2 separate regions of the Sus scrofa genome follow, and region 1 is linked to region 2. The links are chromatin contacts, called in public HiChIP or PLAC-seq maps. All regions are on one chromosome and are shown on one strand. Each heading gives the region's core, a stretch centred on a gene start, on an enhancer-like site or on the middle of the called end of the contact. The rest is flanking DNA. Distances are from core to core; before and after follow the strand shown. Region 1 has its middle 68 kb from the start of MYH2. Region 2 overlaps LOC100736982 (myosin-13).

Region 1 (4,764 bases), core at 1,993-4,492, 260 kb after region 2:
ACAGATGTAGCAGGCAGTGGGGAAGCTCGAGGCAGCTTGCGGGCTGGGTACCTCCAGGGTGGGGTATTCCCTTTCCACACTAGCAGAAACAGTACCCCAGGAATCTGAATCTTTAAACAGCTGCTCTGGAAGTTTAGGGAGATCATTAGAATCCCCAGGGGAGCCTTAATGGCAGATCCCCAGGCTCTAACCCAACCTACTGCGTCAGATTCTTTGGGGTAGAACGCTAAATTCTGTGTGTTTTTACAAAGTACACCAGGCAGTCTGATGTCCAGCTGGGTTAGGAACCTTGGGGTAGTTCTTGATGGCTCGTTTTCTGGGTGAGGACCTGAAACCTGGAGAGCGAGCTGCCCAGGCTGGTGAGAGAAACTGTAAGCAGTGTCGAGACTGGTCAGAGTTTCTTACCCCTCGCACTTCCAGTGACTAAATTCGTGTGTGTGTATGTGTTCAAAATACAAGCTATTGGGGTAGGAACTGTGGTGCAGAGTGAGGAAGGCAGCTTTGGGCACGTGACGGAGTAAAAGCGTGCCCCTGGGAACGTGTGCGGGACCACTGGTGAGTGCAGAGGACCAAGAGGCCCGGATGTGTTAGGATTTCCACCCATGCAGGTGGCCCTGGGGGAGGGCCGGGCCGGAGGAGCAGAGGAGGGCCACTCCGTGGGCTGCGACCAACCGGCACCTAGGTGGAGGGTCGGTCTCGGGCGTGTGTGCTCAGCCGATGGTGTCTGGACAGAGCAGTGACAAATTAGTGCGTGTCAAATAGGAGGACTCAGGAGGACGAGGCCGTAGCAGGTAACTTGAATGGACTTGGCTGTGACTCTGGCTGCCTTGAACTTGTGCTCTTTGGGGCAGATGGCTTTGGACCTGAGTGGACCCTACCTCCCATGTCTCCATTGTCACCAGCCTGCAAAACCCAAGAAGGGTTTCAGTACAGCCATGAGAGGCAGAAGGAGACCTGTCTAAATTGCTTCTGCCTTTTGCTGGAATGATTAATATTTAAACTGTTTTTATCTCAGGAGCTCAGGATGATTTAAAACGTAGAACTGCTCTTGATGTTTCCTTACAGAGATGTGGCTGGAGCCACAACAAAAGCCCTCTTCATCTTCAACCCAAGTTCCAGCCACTGAAACGGAGACAGTAGATTGCTCAGAATTACGGGCAGGACAGGGCGGGCGTCACTGGGGTGTCAGCACCAAGCCACTTGGGCAGCAGGAGTGTTCTGGGGTCAGAGTTAGGAGTTTGAATCCCGGTTTGTGGAGCTGTTTGGGGTTCAGAAGTGCTGACAGGGCTGATTCTAGGCTTGGGGGCAGCGCCGTGGGTTAGGAGTTTGAATCCCGGTTTGTGGCACTGTTGGGGGTCCCTCATTGCTGACAGGACTGATTCTAGGCTTGGGGGCAGCGCCGTGGGTGCCACTCTGACCCCTCGGGAGGGAGATGGGTGAGAAGCAGGGGGCAGGGAGACACCCTATTTAAAGCTCCCTCTGATTGCATCAGGCGCTGCTAAGGCCAAAGCAGCTCCCCCCTGGGGAAGGCCCATGTCCTCGTCCCATGGAGCCACTCACAAGGTGAGAATGAGCCCACGGGCTGCACGCTCTTGGCCATGGGGGGTTGATGGTGGCCACAGCACCTCGACTCGGTGTGTATCTATAGGTCACTCGTGATCTAAGACCCTCTCGTGGGCTGGATTTACTGTGGAACTCAAGGCAAATCCCTTGAACAGGTGAAAACTCGTGTCCTCTTAAACTCCTTTCCAAAAGTGGCCATCCCGTCCTCGCTGCCCTGTGGGCTGGCGTAGGAATGATCTGGGAAGTGTATTTTAGAACTGTGATGTCTGGCCTATGCATCCGCACCGTCGGGCACCACCTGGCTGTGGGCATCGGGGCAGTGGCGAGAAGGGGCCTGATTGGGCTCCACTCTGCGGGCTTCCCAAGCAAGCCTGGGGGTGGAGGGGAGACGGGAGGAGGAGATGGTAGGTCTCCAGCTGGGGGCTGGTTCTGGCCCCTGGCCATGAGGCCAGGGCGCCCCCAAATAAACACCCACGTAAGCGCCTGTTCTTCACGTCCCCACACCTGCTCCCCAGGGGCTGAGACCCCAGGCCCGAAATAGGCGCAGCTGCTGCGGATGCTAATCCGGCCCCACGCTGAGGCTGAGCCGTATTTGGAAATGTCTGGCCTGCCACCCGCCCTCAGCCTTGGGGCCTCAAAGCAGAGTTCTTGCTCCCTCTTCCTGGCCTGGCTTTCCTGGGGACTTCTGTCTGCCTGTTTCCTGTCCCTGGGCACGCAGTGGGCAGCTGTAAATGACAGGTGAATGAGTTGGTACAGAAAGGAACAGAGACCTGAGACGTGCAGCCTCAAAACCGGCTTCCCACGGCAGCGCCTCACCCCCAAGGGCCTCCTCTGCTACTCGACTCTGTCTTCAGGCTTCCGAGCCCCTGCGACCCGTGCCCAGCCATGCCCACACCCGCTGCTTCAGGAAGCCACGCAAGCCCAGTGCCTGTTAGCACCTCTCCCACATCCGTGGGTCTCGGCTGCTGGGTTGTCGTGACGTCTTTCTTGGTGACACGCAGAGCAGAAGGTCAGAAGAACTGGCTTTCCCCAGGGTCACACAGCATCCCCCACCGCTTTCTCTTCTTACTGGGAGTTCAGTTCAGCACATGCTGAGCACCTGCTGTGTACAGAGCAGTGGCTCACTGCTAAAGGGATTGACTTTCTTTCGGTCTCTGACTCTAAAAGTGTGTCACCCTGTCACCTTCCTCAGTTTCCTCTGTTTTCTCTTCCATCATTATCTCAGTACTTAGATTTCTTTGATTGTCCTTGAGGTTCAAGGTTCTGTCTCATTTATTTTTGAATCTCTGGGTCACTGAGGAACCCTCTGTGGACGACAATGGTCCATTTTCTTTATCTAAGATGCCCCTCTGTCTGGAAGCTGGGCTCTTGGTGAAGGTGACCTATGGGCCTCTGTCACCTGCTCCCCTGGGCCTCCTCAGGGGTCCTTGGGGCCACCTCTCATTTGCTAAAACATGGAGAAGGCCCCCAAATGCCCAGGTGACGGGGCTTCTTGCTTCTCACTGCCACGGAAAGCTTGAAACAACTTAGCTAAAAATAATCAGTGCCTTCCTGGGCCCAGCTGCCCTCACCAGGCGCACGAGGGCCTCCGGCATGTCTTGGCCTTGCTCAGGGTAACCAGATCCCGGCTTGGCCCCGGCGAGCAGCCGCAGGCACCCTCAGCCTCAGCTGGTTTTAGCAGGAGGATTCCTGGGAGGGCGGGCATAGACTCCGTGTTCTGGGCGGCCTCCTCAGCCCACACGTCTAGGTACACTCGGCTTTGTTAAAGCGCTCAGCTGTCGCGGTGACCAGGCGAGAAGGGCAAGGCCGCTCTCCCCAGCAGGAGGGCCTGCGGACCACAGCGGTTTGTCACCCTGAGGACGTGTTGCTCCAGTTAGAGCTGAGCCCCTTCCGTGTCCTAAAGAAGGGGGCCCCACCAATCATAAATCAGGATCTCATCGCCTCCAAATAAAGGGAGTCTGCCGTCCCCGCGCCCGGCCCTTCAGCATTGACAGATAGATTGTTTTAGTCCTGTGTCGAGCATTTCTTTTTGCTTTTTTTTTTTTTTTTTTTTTTTTGGGCCGCACCCATGGAGGTTCAGGCTAGGGATCCAATCGGAGCTGCACCTACCGGCCACAGCCACAGCAATGCCAGATCCGAGCCACTTCTGTGACCACACCACAGCTCATGGCAACGCTGGATCCAAGGCCGGGGATCAAACTTGCAACCTCATGGTTCCTAGTTGGATTTGTTTCCCCTGAGCCACGACGGGAACTCCTGAGCATGTATTTCTTGTGCAATTAAAAAATTATAAGAGGTGGAGTTCCTATCGTGGCGCAGTGGTTAACGAATCCTACTAGGAACCATGAAGTTGCAGGTTCGATCCCTGGCCTTGCTCAGTGGATTAAGGATCCGGTGTTGCCATGAGCTGTGGTGTAGGTTGCAGATGCAGCTTGGATCCTGCTGTGGCTGTGGCGAAGGCCAGCAGCTATAGCTCTGATTAGACCCCTAGCCTGGGACCCTCCACATGCTGCGGGAGCGGCCCCAGGGAAAAAAAAATTATAAGAGGTAATGAAAAATGGAAGTCTAGTGCCAAGAGATTTGAGGCTCAGTAAAGAATTCAGAGAGTTTTCTGGTGAGTATGAGAATTACAGGGGGGAAATTAATAAGTTCTGTGTCTAAACACTGGGAAAAAAATTTTTAAGTGAGGCTCTTCAGAAGAAGGAAAAGTGACGTGAACTGGCCCTTAATCTGGAGGTGGTAAGAAGTTAGTGGGAAACAGGGACCTTTGCCCTGTTTTGCCCTCCTGTTTGGGGCTCTCGTGCAAAAGAACTGGGAGCTACTGCCCAGGAGCAGGCCCCCGCGTCCCTACTCACTGGTCACGTGGCCTGAGGGGAGCCTCTGAATTGGGCCGAGTTGGTGGCCAGAGACGGGTTCTAGTGGGAGGCCTGCTGACAGACACAGGCCACAGTCAGAAAGCAAGCCCTGTCCGCTTTGGTTGTATCTGTCGAGGCCTCAGGGACCTTGGCCCAGCCCCCTCCCGGAGGTAGTTCTGCTCGGGCTGCCCCGGAGGCGGAGGCGGCGCTGTGGGGTGGAAGGGAGTGGGGCTCTAGAGGGAATCCCACCTCTGCTTCTGTTTCTGCCGCATCTGTAAGGAAGCCTGACCCGCCCGCCTCCTCTTGTTGTGGCTGAGTCCTCATGAGCTGAGCGTGAGCTGAGCGC
Region 2 (4,432 bases), core at 587-3,086:
CAGTTCTGTTGTTGCCAATGGCAAGATTTCATTCCTTTTTATAGTTGAATAATATGTGTGTGCATGTGTATAATACATATGTCACCTTTTTTTTTTTTAAATCGGTTTATCCATTTATCCATCAATGGCCTTTTGGGTTGTTTCTGTGTCTTGGCTACTGTAAACAATGCTGCAGTGAACGTGGGGATACACCCACTTTGGGATAATTGCATTTCCTTTGGGTACATGCTTAGAAGCGGAATTGCTGGGTCGTATGGGAGCTCTTTTTTTAATTTTTAAAGGAATCCCCATACTGTGCTCCACAGTGGCTGTGCACATTTACATCCCCACTAATAGTGCCCCCTTCTGTCAGCATTGGTCTTTCTAAACTACTTCCTTCAAGCCCTGAAATGAGAGTTTGGTTTTCTTTTGACATAGGAGAGCCAAGGGTTTTTTGGTTTGTTTGCTTGCCCACTTCTGTTTTTCTGTTTCTTAAAATGCCTCCAAACTACTCAGATTTGGGAACACTGAGTTTTATCACTGTGGGAACGGGTGGGTTGGAATATGGGTGGCATTTGACTGGGAGCATAATTTAGACTCTGTATCCAAGGAGAATCTTTTCCTTTATAAATCAGACTTGAAATCCCACTGAACAGTTGGCGAGATTGAAATGGTCCTCTCAGTTTGAGTGTGGTTTCTTTCATGAGTTTACCTTTTTAAAATTCTGGAGACCCGGGAGTTCCCGTTGTAGCTCAGTGGTTAATGAACCCAGCTAGTACCCATGAGGACTCGGGTTCGATCCCTGGCCTTGCTCAGTGGGTTAAGGATCCGGCGTTGCCGTGAGCTGTGGTGTAGGTTGCAGACGCGGCTCGGATCCCGAGTTGCTGTGGCTCTGGCGTAGGCTGGCAGTTGTAGCTCCCATTTCAACCTCTAGCCTGAGAACTTCCATGTGCCATGGGTTCGGCCCCCCAAAGACAAAATAAACAAAATAAAATTCTTGAGTCCCTGTTTATCTCTTAATGGGAAAGTGACTGAAAACCTTTTAACTGGAATGTCTCAGGATATCCTACAAATCCATTTTTCCCCTTGTCTAAAAGGAATAGCCCAGCTTCATTTGACATCATGATATACTGGGTCTACTTTTTCAGAATAGCTTGATTTAGCCTGGACATGTCATCAAGATTCAGTCCTGGGGGAAATGCAGGGTCTCACCCCCTCCCCATCCTCCTCTCACTCCCCCCTCATGGCCCCCAGGGTGGAGCGTGAACTCGTGTTTGGAGGAGTGGGGAGAGGCATGAAAGCCACTTCCCCAGGTTCACGCCTACCCCAGGGCTTATGCTTGGATCTTGGCATCAGTCGCCGAGTGAGGTTATGCAAGGCAGTTACAGACACCCTAATGAAACTCCAAGAAGGTGGTGCTCATCATTCAGGTTTAAAGTTATGCGCATTTTTATATTCTACTGCCCCAAACATTAGACATTGATTTTTTAAAATTATCTAATTACTCTAATGAGTGATTCTATTGTATAAATTAAAAGCACGGATTTGCTAAATAGGTGCATTTAAGTTAGCCCATGATTTCTAAACCCAATTTTGGCAAATACTTAAATATACGTAAAGATAATCTAAACAAGTATACGGGTTTGTGCAGCCGTTTTGAAACACGATCTGGAAGTTCCTCAAAAAGTTAGAGTCACCATATGACCCCGTAGTTCCACTCCTTGGTAGATACGCTGAAGAACTGGCCGCAATCCACAAAGAAACCCATGTATAACATGTTCAGAGCAGCATTAGTCACAGTCCCCCAGACGGAGACAATGGGAGGCTTCTCAGCTGTGTGGACAGACAAAGCGGGTAATATCCGTGCCGAGGAATATGACTCATCGGTCGAAAGAAGTGCATTGCTGACAGTTGCTAGAACACGGACCAACCTTACAGACAGTCAGCTAAGCAAAAGGGGCCAGACGCAAAAGACCATGTAATATACGATTCCACTTACATGAAATGCCCAGAATAGGCAAAACCCAGGGACAGAAATGCAGTTGCCAGGAGCTGGCAGTGGAAAGTGACTGCCAGAGGGTGACAGGAGTGAGGAAAGCATTCTCAAATTACATAGTTGCACAATCCACAAATATACTAAAAAAAACCCTGAATTTTTTTTCCTTTTTTTTTTCCTTTTTGTCTTTTTAGGGCCGCACCTGCGGCCCATGGAGGTTCCCAGGCTAGGGGTGGAATCGGAGCTGTAGCCACCGGCCTACGCCAGAGCCACAGCAACTTGGGATCCAAGCCCCGTCTGTGACCTACACCACAGCTCACGGCAACACCAGATCCTTAACCCACTGAGTGAGGCCAAGGAACAAACCTGCATCCTCATGGATGCTAGTCAGGTTCGTTAACCACTGAGCCACAACAGGAACTCCCCCCAAACCCTGAATTTTTAAAGGGTGAATCTTATGCTATATGAAAATATCTCAGTAAAAATAACTATTAAAGAGTGTGGTATTGGCTCGTCCATCCACTGAAAGTGCTGTTGATCTCTGTAGAACTCGATCTCTCAAAGAATTTTTTGTTACTTAAAAAAAATTATTTTTTATTGAATGCAAATTCATTTAAATTTTATAATGCTTTATAATTTTAATACACTTTACTCACATGATTTCATATAATCCCATAATAACCCTTCCTCTACTCCTGTACTGCTCCTCCCCTCCCCCTCTAAAGTGGTAAAACCACGAGTTTGTTCTGTCTGTGAGTTGGCTTCTCTTTTGTTTTATTCACTAGTTTGTTGTATTTTTAGATTCCTCCTGTGAATGCTATCCTACAGCATTTGTCTTTCTCCGTCTGGGTTATTCACTTAGCATAATGCCCTCTACGTCCATCCAAGTGGCTATACTCTTTTCAGAGTTCCTGTTGTCCCTCCGTGGTGGAACAACACCACGAGGACGTGGGTTCGATCCCCGGCCTCCCTAAGGGGGTTAAGAATCCGGCATTGCCATGAGCTGTGGTGTAGGCTGTGGTGTGGCTCGGATCCCACGTTGCTGTGGCTGCGGCTGTGGTGTAGGCTGGCAACTACAGCTCCAATTTGACCCCTAGCCTGGGAACCTCCATGTGCCATGGGTGTGGCCCTGAAAAGACAAAAGAAGAAAAAAAATTCACTCTTTTCTATGGCCGAGTGGTATTCCGTTGAGTGTATGTACCACATCCTCTTTATCCATTTGTCTGGTGATAGACACTTCAGTCGTTCTGCTCCTTGGCAACTGTAAATAATGCTGCTCTCAAGCAATACTGGGGTGCATGTATCTTTTCGAATTAGTGCTTTTGGGTTTTTTTTTTTTAGATATATAAATATATACCCAGGAGTGAAATAGCTGGATCATATGATTAGAAGTCCATCTCTTAGGAAGAGAAAGAATAGAAGGGAGAGAAAGAACAGCGGAGAGCAGAGACAGACACATCCATCAAGCTCAACCTGAAGCTCATGTGCCACGACTGGTTCTTCACGAGTGACGAGTAATTACACAGGGATTCCTGCGGGGTGGGGTGGGGGCGGGAGGGAAGAATTTCACCTGCTTCTGCACCAGCATAGTTGGAAAAAAGGAAGGACAGCAGCTTCAGCGAAGACTTCTGGTACAGGCCGACCACGGTCTCGTTCAGGGGGTCCTTGTTCTTGTCCAGCCAGCCGGCGATGTTGTAGTCCACGGTGCCCGCGTAGTGCACCAGGGAGAAGTGGGCCTCGGCCTTGCCTTTGGCAGGCTTGGGCTTCTGGAAGTTGTTGGACTTGCCCAGGTGCTGGTCATAGAGCTTGTTCTTGAAGGAGGTGTCTGTGGCCTTGGGGAACATGCACTCCTCCTCCAGGATGGAGAAGATGCCCATGGGCTGGAAGGGGGACAACAGACTGTCGTGAGCCTTTCCTAGTGCATCCCGGGGACTCCATCCCCTGTAGGAGCCAAGGACAAGGCCTTTGGGGCTGTCACTGTGTTTCTAGGAACAGTGGGATGTAAGTGCCGTGTGTTTGGCGTGACGACAGAATATACTAGTCATAGAGTAGATGCTTATTTAATGTTTGTTGAACAAAAGAACATGGAATGACACTGTGTCATATACATGTAGCTCACTGTGAGATAATAGAAAAAAAGTACATATATAAGTCTCTGTACCTGGTTCAGAGCTTCTAAAGCCCTAGTAATTTCCTTTGTGATAAGAGTGCTAGGATTGTCTTTTCTCCTATGGAGATGACTCTGGGTGGGCTCCTGGAGGGGGGCTGGGCACCAGGAAGACCAAGGCATGATGAAAAGCTTGGGGTTTTCAGCCCCCTGTCCCCCATCCTCCAGGGAGGGGAGAGGCGCTGGAGACGGAGTCGATCCTTGATCACGCCTAGGTGAGGAAGCCTCCGTGAAATCCCATTTGCCGGAGGTTCTGAGAGCTTCCATGTGGAGAACACTCCCACCCTGGG

The links. HiChIP or PLAC-seq counts read pairs in DNA pulled down with a chosen protein or histone mark.
Region 1: an H3K27ac HiChIP or PLAC-seq map of skeletal muscle shows a contact between it and region 2. The contact joins two enhancer-like sites. A contact is called at or near these places in 2 of 5 promoter capture datasets (fetal skeletal muscle and liver), 24 of 47 Hi-C or Micro-C datasets (alveolar macrophages, brain, embryonic fibroblasts and 14 more) and 1 of 2 datasets of contacts at active chromatin or transcription factors (skeletal muscle).

What each region holds. Positions count from the first base shown.
Region 1 is chr12:55,344,364-55,349,127 of Sscrofa11.1, forward strand. No RefSeq gene overlaps it. Among named protein-coding and RNA genes, the nearest start is that of MYH2, 68 kb to the left of the region's middle. Within about 2 kb of position 3,243, at least 5 of the 83 cell types and tissues checked have an H3K27ac peak or open chromatin away from gene starts, as enhancers often do. A contact at or near this core is called in skeletal muscle, where this site is marked.
Region 2 is chr12:55,080,830-55,085,261 of Sscrofa11.1, forward strand. It overlaps LOC100736982 (myosin-13), which reads right to left. Exons shown (of 35, transcript XM_021066284.1): 14 at 3,546-3,855. Among named protein-coding and RNA genes, the nearest start is that of GAS7, 110 kb to the left of the region's middle. Within about 2 kb of position 1,837, at least 3 of the 83 cell types and tissues checked have an H3K27ac peak or open chromatin away from gene starts, as enhancers often do. A contact at or near this core is called in skeletal muscle, where this site is marked.